Linked DNA regions of Mus musculus: region 2 is linked to region 1. Evidence: chromatin contacts called from public ChIA-PET data. All regions are on one chromosome and are shown on one strand. The core of a region is the stretch at or near the end of the contact, and the rest is flanking DNA. Distances in the headings are between cores, read along the strand shown. Region 1 holds the start of Ccdc74a (coiled-coil domain containing 74A). Region 2 overlaps Med15 (mediator complex subunit 15).

Region 1 (2,746 bases), core at 181-2,680:
TGTGCAAAGGATGGACCTCTGGGACATGGACATGGTAGACAAGTGTCAAACACTGACCCATTGGGAGGTGACTTTTGCATAGCCTTCTCTTAGAAATTAAGTTTCCAAACCAGGCATTAATCTTAGGATTCAGAAAGGAGGCAGAGGCAGATCTCTGAGTTTGAAGTCAGCCTGGCCTATGTAGCTAAACTATGTCTCAAACAAACAAATCTACCATGTCATAAAAAGTAAGTGGCCTAGTTTTCACGTGGATAAGAGATGAGCCAGCAGTTAAGAAAGAGAGCTTCCTGCTCTTCCAGAAAACCTGAGTTTGGTTTCCAGCAGACACCCAAGGCTGCCTGTAATTCCAGCTCCGGGGCTCAATGCTCACACATGCACACCCACAGAATATACTCATACGGGTACGCATAAATGAAAAAAAAAAAAAAACTAAAGTCTAGAAAGCCAGGACTTTCTTGTTTTTGATCCTGCTGGCTGGGTTCTCTAGGTAAAGGCAAGCACTGGACTTTTGTTTTCTTGAAGACAGGTTCTCACTGTGTAGCTCTGACTGTTCCGGGAACTCACTATGGCAGACTTCGGAACTCTGGAAGATCCACCTGCCTCTGTCTCCCATTTGCTGGAATTAAAGAAGTGGGCTGGCCGGTTCTCTTGTGTTGGTTCAGACAGCTCTATTTATACACAAAGATTCAGTGAGTGTTGGAAGATTTGTGAAACTATTACTATGTATCCAAAAATGTGAGCTATTAAAATGAAAGACTAAGACCCACTTTAAAAGCCAGTGCGACGGGCGGTGGTGGCGCACGCCTTTAATCCCAGCACTGGGGAGGCAGAGGCAGGCGGATTTCTGAGTTCGAGGCCAACCTGGTCTACAAAGTGAGTTCCAGGACAGCCAGGGCTATACAGAGAAACCCTGTCTCGAAAAACAAAAACAAAAAAGCCAGTGCTTTGGCATACATCTATAATCCCGGTTTTACACAATGAATTCCAAGCTAGTTTGCACTACAGAGTGAGACCCTGGTTCAAAAGTACAAGCGGGGCTAGGGTGATGGCTCAGAAGGTATAGTGGTTTCTGCCCAAGCAGGAGAAATTCGGGTCTAAATTCGGGTCCCTAGCACCCACATGAGAAGTGGGGAGGGAAGGCGCACACCCGGGATCTTAAGCGCTGGAAGCCGGGGAAATGGGAAGATCCTGGGGTTCACGGGCCAGCCCAGCTAGTCACAAGACGAGACAGACCTCTTCTCAAAATCTATGAGGTGGGGAATGAGACCGGACGTCGAGTGCTGGTCTCCACAGGCACACGCACCGCACACAGCACTCATAAGAACTACTGTTCCGGACCAGTTCAAGAGTCTGGCGCCTTGGTTTTTGCGGAACGCGGCCGCAGGCCCCGCCCCGCGGCGCGCCCCGCCCTCTCCGGCGCGCCGGTTCCCAAGGCGACCGAGTGCCAGGCTCCAGCAGCCAGTACTGAGCGGCGGCGACGCCTTCATGAGCGGGGCCGGGCTGGCGGCCGGGGCTCGGCCCCTCAGCTCCGCGGCCCCAGGCTCCCGGGGCGCGGCCCGCCTACGCCCGCGCCCTCCCGCCGGCCTGCAGCACGCGGGGACGCAGCCGCCTCCGCTCGGGTTCAGCGAAGCACAGAAGCGGATCCTGGACCTGGAAAAGAGCCTGCAGTTCCTACAGCAGCAGCACTCGGAGACGCTAGTCAAACTCCACGAGGAGATCGAGCACCTGAAGCGGGAGAATAAGGGTGAGCCTCTGGGTGCTGGCCCAGCATTTACAACCTGAAGGTCACGGCCATCAACTCTTAACAGTCTCCGGGTGCGGGGAAGGATGCGGGAGGCTTCTCTTCGGTAGGGCCTGCCGATAGGCTCAGTCCTCCTGTGCCCACCAGCCCAAATGAACGCTGACCCTCCTGTGCACTCTGTGCAGGGCAGGGTGTAGTCCGGCTCATTATTTAAAACTGTTGCCGAAGTTAAACAGCACACAGCAAATTCCAGTAAATGGGTCACCAACTAAGCACATCCAGATTTTGGGCAGGGATTGCCAGGATGCTGCTCCACCCCACCCCCGACCCCCACCCCCAAGGCTTGGCCTACTCAGAACTTCAGGCCACCCTGTGACATAACTGCTTTTCACTGTCTACAGCTCAGCTAGGGTTCCTCTGCTTCCCCCCACTCCATGCCCTGTGCCTCGGGTTTCTCCCTCTTTCTGGTGTTGTCTTTACCTGGGCATCTTATTACATTAGGGCTCTGCTTGAGACTCACCCCATGTCTGACTGACCAGCCCCATGCCACACCCCACTTACCTTACCATTGCCAGGGGCTCCTGGAAGGCTAGCCAGCCATCCTGTCTCACTTCAGCAGCCCTGCAGCCCTGCCCCTGCCTGGCCTAGTGGATGGGCACCTTGCAGGTGTTGGGGATGACAGGGATCAGCTAGAGGCATTTCTGGTCTGAGATGCCTGAGGTAAAGGGTTGGTGGAAAAAGCTGGTGGGACCCAAAGAGCAGGCCACATTTGTGCTCCCAGTGGCTGTAGATTTTAAGTGTGATAAGGAGTATTTGTTTGCTTTCAGATCTCCACTACAAGCTAATCATGAATGAGAAGCCTCAGAAAAAAGGTAGGACTTGCAGGGAGTTATCACTCAAGCCTATCTGGCAGCAGGGAGCCCTGCATGCTAACCCAGAGGAGACCAGTTCTGGGCACTTGGACAGGTGGCCCTTTCCCCAGCCACAGCTTGCTTGTTTGCTCTC
Region 2 (2,746 bases), core at 108-2,607, 48 kb after region 1:
GAGGGACATGCAATCATGAGTGAAGCTTCCCACTGACTTAGGAGAACCAAAGGGTTATACCTTTAAGCCATTAAGTTTTAGACTGGTATAAGCAAGCTGAACCAACAAAATTTACATTTTGGAAATAAATGATTCAAGTCAGGTTTTTGTTGTTGTCATCTGGTCCTGTCTATCTGTCCCCACCCCCACCTCGCAGCCCCAGCACATACAGCGTCTCATTATGTATGTAGCTCCAGCTGTCTTAGAACTCACTATGTAGTCCAAATGGGCCCCAAACTCACAGAAACCCAGCTGCCTCTGCCTCCAAGTGCTAAGATTAAAGGTGTGCACCATTACACCCGACTTCAATTACGTCTTTACCAAAATTCCTTTCACTGTAGTGTATGACTTTAATCCCAGCACTCAGGAGACAAGCAAACAAATTTCTGGAAGTTTGAGGTCAGCTTGCTCTAGCAAGTTCCAAGACAATGAGGGGTATATGAGAAACCATATTTCAAAAATAAAAGAAAGGTCATAATAGGGCTGTGGATATACCTCAGTGATAAAGTACTTTGCCCAAGTACCTGGCAAGAGCAGTAACCTCCCTCCCTCCCCCTCCCCCTCCCCCACCACCACCATAGACCTCAACAATAAAATATTCCATCTCTGAGATATTTGCAAATTAAATGATCTAGGTATCCAAATATATAAAAAACTACTAGGGCTGGCAAGATGGCTCAGTGGGTAAGAGCACTGACTGCTCTTCTGAAGATCCTGAGTTCAAATCCCAGCAACCACATGGTGGTTCACAACCACCCATAATGAGATCTGACACCCTCTTCTGGTGTGTCTGGAGCAAGTGGGTCCAACCAGAGCAAGCAGAGGTCCTAAAAATTCAATCCCCAACAACCACATGAAGGCTCACAACCATCTGTTCAGTTACAGTGTACCCATATACATAAAATAAATAACTAAATAAATCTTTAAAAAAAAAACTACTAAAAAGATCAACAAGTCAATTAAAAGAAGACCAAAAGATAAACATGGACATTTTTCCACAGAATGTTTACAGATGGCTCAAAAGCACTACAGAGACGTGTGACATCATCACTACGAAGACAAACAGCAATCAGAAGCACTGGTGACCACTTCTCACACACGGACATAGCAAAGACATTGGTGATTGTTGGGGGCAACAGAGCCTTATGTGGCTGGTAGATGACACACAGCTTAGAGGACAAACCTACTCAATCTTGGGACTGGCCTCTATCTTTAAAAAAAAAAAAAGAAGAGCCTGAGAACTTGACCTGCAGCTGAACCCAAGCTGCACCCAAGTACCAGGAAGAACCCCATGGCTTGTCCTTGCCCCATACCCCAGAGTTACCCCCTAGCTACTTCCTAGCAACAGCCAATCAAGATTACTCTGATTGTCTGAGATGTCCTTTCAGACCTTTTGTGATTGTTTGTGGTTTTGCTTCAGAGCACCCACAGTAGTCATTACAGTAGTCTTACAGCAGTCATTCAACTAGATGCTTGCCGGGCTAAAATCCCCTCTTAGCTCACCATTTCCTATAAAACCTTGTCCCACTGAGGGCTCGGGGCTGCACTCGACCATCCTGCTGTGTCAGGGTTGGTGGTGAGTGAGCCAAGCTTGAATAAAAGAGACCCTAGTTAGACTGCATCAGTATCAGCTCCTTTGTGGTCTTTTGGGGCTTGTGAACTGGCACAACACAGCTACTCGAGAAAACAGTTTAGAAACGTGAGCCCCAAGTATGTACAGAGTTTTTGTTTTCCTAAGAGAAATGAAAGAAGTCTTCAAATCAACAGACAAACAAACAAACAAACAAAAAACTAGTAGACAACCCTATAGGTGGAACAACATTATGAACTAACCAGTACCCCGGAGCTCTTGACTCTAGCTGCATATGTATCAAAAGATGGCCTAATCGGCCATCACTGGAAAGAGAGGCCCATTGGACACGCAAACTTTGTATGCCCCAGTACAGGGGAACGCCAGGGCCAAAAAGGGGGAGTGGGTGGGTAGGGGAGTGGGGGTGGGTGGGTATGGGGGACTTTTGGTATAGCATTGGAAATGTAAATGAGCTAAATACCTAATAAAAAATGGAAAAAAAAAAAACTAGTAGATGAAGCTGGGTGGTGGTAGCACATTCCTTTAATCCCAGCACTCAGGAGGCAGAGGCAGGCAGATCTCCGAATTTGAGGACAGCCTGGTCTACAGAATGAGTTCCAGAACAACCTGGGCTACACAGAGAAATCCTGTCTCAAGACAAAAACAACAACACCCCCTAGTACATGAGTATTTAAAATAAGTCATTTTTCATGATAGCTCTAAAATGAAAACCACTCAAATGAAGTCTGATTCATCAATATACAGAAAATGATACAGCCATCCAAGATGAAATATGACTCAACAAAGAGAGAGATCAGGGATGGTCACAGCGGCACATGCCTTTTTAATATAGAAGTAGGTGATCTCTGTTGAGGCCAGTCTAGTCTAGTCTACACCATGAAATCTTGGCTTGAAAAGAAGAAAAAAGAATCAGGTATGCACTACAACATGGTCAATGTATGAACCCTGATAAGATTGTGCTATGTGAAAAAAGTAAGTTACAAAAAACCCAAGTCATGCTGACTATGCTGATAAAGCAACTTCAGGTGGGAAAGCCCACTGCAATAAAGTAGGTGAGTATCTGCTGGTGGCCAGGAAATGGAGTGTGACTGCTAATGCCTACAAACTTGTGTAAAG

Evidence for each region. ChIA-PET counts read pairs in DNA pulled down with a chosen protein or histone mark.
Region 2: a contact with region 1 is called in an RNA polymerase II ChIA-PET map of memory CD8 T cells, with 148 read pairs. The contact joins the enhancer-like site here to the promoter of Ccdc74a in region 1. A contact is called at or near these places in 1 of 39 promoter capture datasets (cranial neural crest), 7 of 484 Hi-C or Micro-C datasets (conventional type 1 dendritic cells, cortical neurons, embryonic fibroblasts and 4 more), 6 of 115 datasets of contacts at active chromatin or transcription factors (astrocytes, bone marrow-derived dendritic cells, embryonic stem cells and 1 more) and 4 of 9 other capture datasets (adipose tissue, embryonic stem cells, liver and 1 more).

The regions. Positions count from the first base shown.
Region 1 is chr16:17,645,040-17,647,785 of GRCm38.p6, forward strand. Ccdc74a (coiled-coil domain containing 74A) reads left to right here and starts at 1,431. Exons shown (of 8, transcript NM_001166164.1): 1 at 1,431-1,744; 2 at 2,569-2,613. The coding sequence starts at 1,486.
Region 2 is chr16:17,693,569-17,696,314 of GRCm38.p6, forward strand. All of the region lies in intron 2 of Med15 (mediator complex subunit 15), which reads right to left. Among named protein-coding and RNA genes, the nearest start is that of Med15, 28 kb to the right of the region's middle. Within about 2 kb of position 1,358, at least 14 of the 459 cell types and tissues checked have an H3K27ac peak or open chromatin away from gene starts, as enhancers often do. A contact at or near this core is called in memory CD8 T cells, where this site is marked.